Regions from separate parts of the Mus musculus genome. Here all the other regions are linked to region 2. A link is a contact called in public Hi-C and promoter capture Hi-C data. All regions are on one chromosome and are shown on one strand. Each heading gives the region's core, a stretch centred on a gene start, on an enhancer-like site or on the middle of the called end of the contact. The rest is flanking DNA. Distances are from core to core; before and after follow the strand shown. Region 1 overlaps Myo1b (myosin IB). Region 2 has its middle 19 kb from the start of Gm33795. Region 3 overlaps Myo1b (myosin IB).

Evidence for each region. Promoter capture Hi-C pulls out the DNA fragments that hold promoters and counts their contacts. A called contact is a pair of places that touch in the nucleus more often than the background predicts.
Region 1: a promoter capture Hi-C map of liver shows a contact between it and region 2. The contact joins two enhancer-like sites. A contact is called at or near these places in 1 of 39 promoter capture datasets (liver), 2 of 15 datasets of contacts at CTCF or cohesin (CD8 T cells and large pre-B cells), 7 of 484 Hi-C or Micro-C datasets (B cells, CD8 T cells, embryonic stem cells and 2 more), 1 of 115 datasets of contacts at active chromatin or transcription factors (embryonic stem cells) and 4 of 9 other capture datasets (adipose tissue, embryonic stem cells, liver and 1 more).
Region 3: a contact with region 2 is called in a Hi-C map of bone marrow-derived macrophages, with 2.5 times the contacts expected there. The contact joins two enhancer-like sites. A contact is called at or near these places in 5 of 39 promoter capture datasets (cranial neural crest, frontonasal cranial neural crest, liver and 1 more), 21 of 484 Hi-C or Micro-C datasets (Th2 cells, bone marrow-derived dendritic cells, bone marrow-derived macrophages and 11 more), 4 of 115 datasets of contacts at active chromatin or transcription factors (bone marrow-derived dendritic cells, double positive thymocytes, hepatocytes and 1 more) and 5 of 9 other capture datasets (adipose tissue, bone marrow-derived macrophages, embryonic stem cells and 2 more).

Annotation. Positions count from the first base shown.
Region 1 is chr1:51,848,406-51,851,105 of GRCm38.p6, reverse strand. All of the region lies in intron 3 of Myo1b (myosin IB), which reads left to right. Among named protein-coding and RNA genes, the nearest start is that of Myo1b, 66 kb to the left of the region's middle. Within about 2 kb of position 1,360, at least 55 of the 459 cell types and tissues checked have an H3K27ac peak or open chromatin away from gene starts, as enhancers often do. A contact at or near this core is called in liver and uterus, where this site is marked.
Region 2 is chr1:51,933,319-51,936,112 of GRCm38.p6, reverse strand. No RefSeq gene overlaps it. Among named protein-coding and RNA genes, the nearest start is that of Gm33795, 19 kb to the right of the region's middle. Within about 2 kb of position 1,387, at least 117 of the 459 cell types and tissues checked have an H3K27ac peak or open chromatin away from gene starts, as enhancers often do. A contact at or near this core is called in bone marrow-derived macrophages, liver and uterus, where this site is marked.
Region 3 is chr1:51,807,116-51,809,815 of GRCm38.p6, reverse strand. The region is part of intron 7 of Myo1b (myosin IB); the gene reads left to right. Among named protein-coding and RNA genes, the nearest start is that of Myo1b, 110 kb to the left of the region's middle. Within about 2 kb of position 1,410, at least 20 of the 459 cell types and tissues checked have an H3K27ac peak or open chromatin away from gene starts, as enhancers often do. A contact at or near this core is called in bone marrow-derived macrophages, where this site is marked.

The DNA of each region.
Region 1 (2,700 bases), core at 111-2,610, 85 kb after region 2:
AGCCAGGGGAAGCAAGCCAGTAAAGAACATCCCTCCATGGCCTCTGAATCAGTTCCTGCTTCCTGACCTGCTTGAGTTCCAGTCCCGACTTCTTTTAGTGATGAACAGCAATGTGGAAGAGTAAGCTGAATAAACCCTTTCCTCCCCAACTTGCTTCTTGGTCATAATGTTTGTGCAGGAATAGAAGCCCTGACTAAGACACACACACACACACACACACACACACACACACACACACACACACCATGGCACACATTAGCCAGGGTTTTAGGAAAAGCTATTTGGGTTAAGTTGGTAACTCCATGTAGAACCAGTTTTAATTTTATTAAAACATTTAAAATATCCATATGTTTGCGTCATTGAGAGGACTGAAGTATTGTGGCGGTTACTCTAAAGGAGTAGGAGTGGGTGCGGTTTGGAAACAGGTGTTACTTGAAATTACAATTTAAGTCTGGAAAGAATTGCCTACTTTCAACCCAATTGTCAACTGGAAAAAAAATTTCAGATTTGTCGAATATGCTCAAACATGTATGTATGTAATATTTTCATGAATGAATAGTGAACCAACTAGAAAAAATTTCAGGCTTGTTGAATGTGCTCCAATGTGTATATATGTATTATTTTAATGAATGAATGATGAGTGACTTATTTTGCAAGTAACTTATAAGTGTAAGCATGTTAATTCATTTATATTTTATGACAAATTTTCTAGCTGATATTGGTGATGGATAATAATATCATTCAGGAGGGGCAACATTTGATGCAAAATGTACTGAATGGCTTCTACAAAGGTAATGTTTGCTGTGTGTATGAAGTTTTTCTCTTTGGGTATTGGTGTCCAGCACCTGGATGCATGGGAGGTGGGTGTCAAGGCTAAAAAGAATATCCTAAGCCTTATAAATGGCTTAGCTTAATTTTACAAAAATTAGCACTAGAGGACTAGGGTAGGAAATACATCATTTCTACTAAGCATTTTTCCTCTGTCCACTGTAACAGTGTGGACTTCGAAAGGATCTGGAGAGGGAGGAGCTGGCTGCTTTCCAGGATGGACGTCTGTGTTGGGGAAGGGTAGGCATCGCCAACTGCTGTGGGTTCAGAAGATGCTCTCCTGTCCATGTGTCCTCTGTCACCTTTAGCTAGGTAGTGACAGTGTGTAAAGCTGCCTTGGCTGGCAGGGACACACACATATTTTGCTTGTATAAATAGAACAGTGCGTAAAACAAGACAGTTCAAATGGAACATTCTCACCCAAGGCCATGCAGATTTATTAAAGAAAAACGTTGCTAAAGTATAAAGGCACTAAAGGTGTAATTTGTAAGCTGAGCACATGTAGCTATTCGAGATGACGTTAGCTCAGTGAGTCATTGCTATCTGGTTAATCATTACCTGGAGCCTTGAGGAGAAGGAAGAAGGAAGTGTGGAAATCTGCATGTGTGCTTTCTGGGCATTGTTTCTAAAAGCCACAGAAAATAATATCTGCTGCTTTGAACGTTGCTTCCTTTTCCTAAGGTAGCTTTCATCTAAGTAGCATTGTGTCTAGGGTGGGAAACGGCCAACTCTGCCCTGCAGGCGTATAGTTAAGGGACCATGATTTTTACAACTTGAAAATTGTCTATCATTCTCTGTACTTAGGGACATTTTTCTTTGATGATTGCACACAGATAACACTGATCATGAATATCACTTCAAGAATTAAAATATGTCCTAGGTAAAGAGTCTGGCTTTGGAAATGGAATTGTTTGGAATATGTGCAGTTCTTTATTGTACAATGTCTGATCTATCTCAGTGTTCTCTATTTATGTACTGGGCTTTTACAAGAGTAAACAGCTCCAAGCCAGGATAACATGTTACCTACCCTTCCTTAGTTGCTCCGTGATCACTGGTCTTAACATGCACCCAGTATGCTTCTTACATGGTCCAGTATGCTTGTTGTTACGTGGTTCAGTACCATTGTTCTAATGCACTGTGTACCTTATGACACATACATACAAACATGAATTCAAACCTTTAAGTCATGATTAATAAAAATTCTAATATTTTCTATCAGTTCCCCAAAGTATTGTATGGGATACATGTGCCTTACTTTTAGGTATGTGATAATATAGTCAGGAAATATTTGCTTTTAATGTTCAGCTAGTCTGTTCTGACTGCCAACAAATTTGTGAAGATTCAAGATTATAGTGTGCTCGAGATCTAGTAATGGAGTATGAGGGAGGGGCGTGATAAAGGAATTAGCCTGTGACTAAGGCTTGCCAGGACAAAAGTTTGTTTCCAGATGCTGGCCCAGTCTGATACATGTCACATAGCTGTCCTCGGGCTCTCTTCCAACCTGCTTATATCACCTTGGCAGCACCTGGTTTATAAGGCTACTAGATGGGGAAGAGAAGTGCTCCTTTGGGCCTTCCTCATTGGTCTGTGCATAGTCATGTGGGCTCACTCTACCTGCAGAGGAGGCTGGGAACCAATCTTCCCTTGTGCCAGCAAGAGGAGTGCAAAGTGAGATACAGTGTCTCACCGCAGCTCCTGCCTCCTACATCATTAGTGCATAGTTGTTAGTGTTTGTCAACTCAGCTCATAGGAGCCATGTAAAAGCTTTAGCATAGATTTTAGCCTGAGCAGGATGTTGTATTTTAGTAAGATTGTGCTCTTCAAACACTTCAGTTTTTTTTCTTATAACTGTAATCACAGTGTATTTTCGTA
Region 2 (2,794 bases), core at 138-2,637:
GAGGAAATGTGTTGTTCTTCAGTGAGGAAATAAGTTAATTATAAGGAAAAGAGGGTGTGTGGAAAGGTCCATATCCTTGAATTATAAAATTTCTCTCATTTCCCTCCCACCCCAAAGATTCCCATAACGGTATCTAAATGCATCATGTAAGAAAACTTCTTCATCTACTGCAATTAGTTATTCTCTTATCTACCAATAAGAATTTGCATATGAGCTGTGAGGTAAACTTTTAAAAACAATTTATTCGTAAAGATAGGCAGTGCCTGCTTAGAGAACCTTTCCATGGGAGAGAAGATACTTTGAAAAATATTCTCTGTGTGGAACTTTCTGCTGAAGTTAAAGACAAGATTGTTTCTGTCTTCAGCTTTAGAAGGAGCTGAAAGACTCTGTGCATGAAATAGAAGTGTAATGTTCTTAGAGTATCATGCACTACCTCAGTTCCATGTGCTTAGTAGGTGCTCATTAACTAATCATGCAAACTGCAGAATGGCTCTTGTTGTTTGGGATCATATAGGCTGTGTTTAGAACCACCGGGAACTCGGCAAAACCAAGTCTCATTTAATCCCATTACACGTGTCCATTTCTCAATTCTCCCTTCTTTCTGTGAACTCTGAAATCATGTGTTAGGAGCTGTATTTGGGAAGACAGGCTCAAACATCATAATCATCATACCTTACAAAGACAACACAAAGAGAAAATGTAAAACCAAATCAGAGGCGGGCCAATGTCCTCATGGAGTGTCTTTGTGGTTCTACCTCTGGAGACACCACGTTAGGATAGATTTGACATGAGAGGCAGGATGGGGCCTTCTCTAGGGACTCCTCTTAAACTCTGACTTAGCTCAGCTGGCTAATTGGCTTAGCCTTCCTCATCTGACAAACTCAGGTTTTAAAAACAGAACCAGAGGAGGGCCATTGGTCTGGAGTAAAGGTTATCAGGATAGTAAACAAATTCCCTAAGCCTTCTGTTGAAAAATGCTCAGTGGGGCAGACCTGGCTTTTCCTGTTCTTGGCTGCATCTGCTGTGAGCATAATAGGCTCATTTAAAGTGAAGGGTTTGCCTTGAGATCAGAGCTTAGGGTGGATTCTGTAGTGCAGTGATGATCATAGAGTCCTGCTTTCTCCCACCACTGTGCTCTCTCCTTTATTTCCAACCCATTACCAGTTTTGCCTTATAAAGTTGAATTAAAAGTGGAGGATGGTGGTTCAGTAAGTCATCTTCACTTTATTCTCTAACACTAGACAGTTCCCACTTCCTGGGTGCCTCTGTGCCAGGGAGCTGTGACTGTCTGGTTTTCTGTATTGACACAGTGCTGTAAAGTGACATAGTTGTCACTTTACAGAGCAGTGATAACTTTGTTTTGGTGAATGAAACTTCCCCGACGTGCAGAAAGAGGAAGTGGCAGACCACTCTATCTATTGTTCATGTTCCTGTTTCGCATCTGCCCTCTGAATGGTACACAGTGAGAGGAAGTCCCAGACACTGTGGTCATCACCCATCAGGTTTTAAACGTCTAGCTTGCTGGATCAGAAATTACACTTAGGACCCTCATGCTCTGATGTTACTGCATAGGCAGGGAGGGACTCACTTTTCAAGTGTGTCTACTGGTATTGCACAAGCCACTAACCTTCTCACTCATCACTGAGACGGGATCCTACAGAACAAGGACATGGAGCTAGGCCATAGCCTCGATGGCTTATCTCTCGAAGCTCCTCTAATCAGTCCTATTCCAAACTGGGTGACTAGAGCAGATTATAGAGCCATGGGGTGCAACTTCTGCTGGCCTCATTCCATGCTGTGCAGGCGGTATAAATATGGCTATAAAATCTTGAGCTGCAACTCTAGGCCACGTCACAGAGGTATGACATGACTCGTAACTGGAGCAACACTGGTCAATTAGAAGGGAGGCCGCTCTTTGTGGGAGGAGCATGTTTGGTAGTCTTTGAATTAAGAATCAGACACAATGTCAAAGGCCATGGCCCAAATTAAAAGAAGACCTTGGCACAAGGAAAGGGTGGAGAGAAACCCTCTGTTGCTCACAGAAGAGCATTCCTACAGTGTCCCATGGATTAAATGCCTACAGGGTCTGAAATGGCATAATCAAATCAATTATAATACTGTACCAAACATATAATATTGTACCATTACATAATATATGAATTATCCATTACTACATAAAATAAATTATCCTAGCTCAAAACAACAAACTTATGACATAGTTCCTGAGTATCAGTAATTAAGTGGCGCGTCTAGATGGTTCCCTCTCAGAAGGCAAGTGCTGGGTGAGGAGTCAGGCAGCCAAGGTTTTCAAGATTTGAGAGAGTTGATTTAAATGATTGCTGTCAGGAGGCTGTTAAGCCCAAGTTGCATGTACCCAAAGACCACTAAGGAGCCAATTCCAATGTAAACCATGTAACGGTCTTTATTGTGAGCAAGGTCTCTCTCACCATCATAGTGGGTCAGAGTGAGAGCCCTGAGTCTAGGGGTTCAGGATTTGTATTGCGGATACAGCAAACTTGGGGCATGCATCTATACAGGTCAGCAAGTTAATATTTTAAAAACTACATTTCTGCTGTACTCCGTAGGAACTGAAGATGAGAACGAAGCCATCGGACCACCAGGATGGATAAGTTACTTATTCTCTGCAGGATGTCTTGAGTTATCTTGACCCTGCTATTGTAGCCTCACTGGCTGTTGCTAAGGGGGATGGGTTGTCATAGGGTACTTGCTCAGGAGGACTCTGACTTTATTCCTGGAACTGGAGTTTAGCCCCTGGCCTCGAACAAAATGGAGT
Region 3 (2,700 bases), core at 161-2,660, 130 kb after region 2:
ATTGGTGTTTTGAGTGATTTGAACATACCATGTAGCCAAATTGGTGCAGTGTGTTGGGGGAAGGAAGGAGAGGACAAGAATGAAAACACTTATGGCTTTTCGTGACTTTATGAGGGTCAGAAGTCAATGTCTTTATTAGTGTTTGGAGGTCAGAGGTCAATATCTTTATTTTCTCTCCGCCTTATTTTTTGAGATGAAATCTTCTTGAACCTGGAGATCATTGATCTTGCTTGACCACAGGCTAGCTTGTGCCAAAGTTCTTGTATATCTGTGTCCCCAGGGTATTGTAGGTGCATGTCCCAGAGTCTGGGTCTTTACCAAGTCCCAGAGATCTGAACTTGTGTTGTCACACCCTTGTGGCAGGCACCTTATCAGCTGAGCTATCGCCCAGCCCCGCAAGTAGCTAAATTTTAAAACAAAAATCTCATCACTATTCACAGACAGGGCTATCATTCTCTCATCTTTGAAATGATGGTGAGTTCTGTGGTCCTTTTCCCTCGGTCTTTTGCAGTTCTTACGTGATTCAACTTTTCCTTTTGGTTTGCCTGACTGTGTGTTTTTGTGTGCTATTCATTTTGATTGTACATGTTTGTGAGAATGCATCATTATGAGGAAAATGCCTTGAAGGGAAAGTTCGAATATGAAATGAAATTGCGTAGGATTCTGCAATTTAGATTAGATGATTTTATATGCCAAATATGGAAGCAAAGTACTCGTTGGTGCAGCGTGCATATCCTGTAACCAGCAGCAAACGTTTGCGACCCCTACCAGGCCGCCCAGGCAGACTTCCTGCGGTGCATGGCAGCTGATGAGAGTTGTCTAGGAGATGGGATGACTTGCGTCTCACACACCACCATTTTTAGGAACAACTAATTTTAATTTGGCAAGCTATCGACAAATCTTTAGTACTTTCTTTTTATAAGGCACATTAACCCTAGTTATTATATGATTAACCCTAGTTATTACATGAACTAGTTATTACATTGGTGGTAGCATTAGGTTCCTCCTTTCATCACAGAGCCTGCAGATGAATATTCTGGAATGATTCCGTCAGTACCGTTCTTGACAAGTCTATGAAGATAATTAAAGGTTACTTCATCATAAGTATGAGAAAATAGTTTTGGATTTGAAATTTAAGTTCACGTTTCACGTTTTAAACAGAAATGTCTCCTTGACACAAGAATCAGGGGATTCTTACAGTTTCCATGGAGACTAAATAATAAACATTTCTTTTCCATTAAGATTAATATGTCTGTGTGAATGAAATTTCATATGGTCTTGGTTACTGGTTGTTCCCACAAGAAAATCGTGAAGTGGGAACACCCTGGTGTTTAAGAGTATCCTTTGCTTTAGAGAGAACAGGAAATTTCACCCCATATAGACAGGGCTGAGTCATGGTGGTCACAGGAGCTGCTGGGCTGGCTCCAGTGCATATAAAACACTGGGTGATTTCCCTGGCCATGACCATGACAAGTAGCCTCTTGCAGCCTGGAAAAGAGGACAGACTTTGCTGTTTTGTAGAAGATATACATTGCTTCCTTTCCCAGCAACCATTGGTAAAAGCACAAATTGTTACTGGCTAAAATTATCACCCTAGGAGAGGTGCAAGAGCCCTCTAGACAGTTGTATACCTGAGAAGTGGAAAACAGAGGCCAACAACACAGTTCCCTCTTTCTAAAAGAGATATGCAATGCAATTGTAAGTCTGGAACTCACCTGAAAAGTTATAGATCCCCAGAGGGCAGTGCTATGAGGTAGGAGGTGCAATTAAAATGGAAGGTGACAAATGCTTTCTTTAGTAGAGAAGATAAAACACGTGGAAGATGTTCCACCCACCTGGAGCGTCTTTGTTCCTAGTTGGTGATGGCTTGTTGGTCACATACTAGTCCAAGTGCTTGTATTTAATGTTTTCGTGCCCTACAGTTACGAAACTAGGTTCCTCTTTGAGAAACCAGGTTTCTCCTCCTCCTCCTCCTCCTCCTTCTCCTCCTCCTCCTCCTCTTCTTCTTTCTTCTCTTTCTCTTCTTCCTCCTCCTCTTCCCTCTTCCTCCCTCTTCCTCCTCTTCTTCCCTCTCCTCTTCCTCCTCTTCCTGCTCCCTCCTCTCCTCCTTTCTTTTAATATTCCCAGGCACCTTCTCAAATCTGTGTTGTTGGACGCAATCAGACTGTAGAAACATATGATATAAATCTCAAGGGTTTTTATCTGATCAAAGAACAGCACAGAGGAATTTGCTCTGAAAATAGTCTCTATTTTCAAGTGAACCATCTAATGCATAAACTAAGGTGAAAACTCGGGCTGCCCCCATCCCATTTGGGTGTCAGGAACCTAGTGAAATAATGCCTCACGTGACTAATGGAGAGACATAGGCAGCCCTGGCTGTCCACTATCATCATTTGGGCATGTACTTCATGAGCACATCTCTTCCTTGTTTATCACATGATCTCTCTGGTGTCTCTTCAAAGACAGCAAGTTACTGCAGTTCTCTGGTCCTCTACATCCTCATCCTTGAAGTGAGATTAGTAATGTCTAGCTATGTGAGGATCTCTTATTCATTTGCTCTAAAGTGCTTCTTTGGGGCCTGGCATGTAGTGAACGCTCAATGAATGTTTATTTTCCATTATTAAATACCAATTTGTTCATTGCCTTCCACCAAATGCATAGTCTGTAAGCATAGAGGCAACCTATCTATTGCTGAATAAC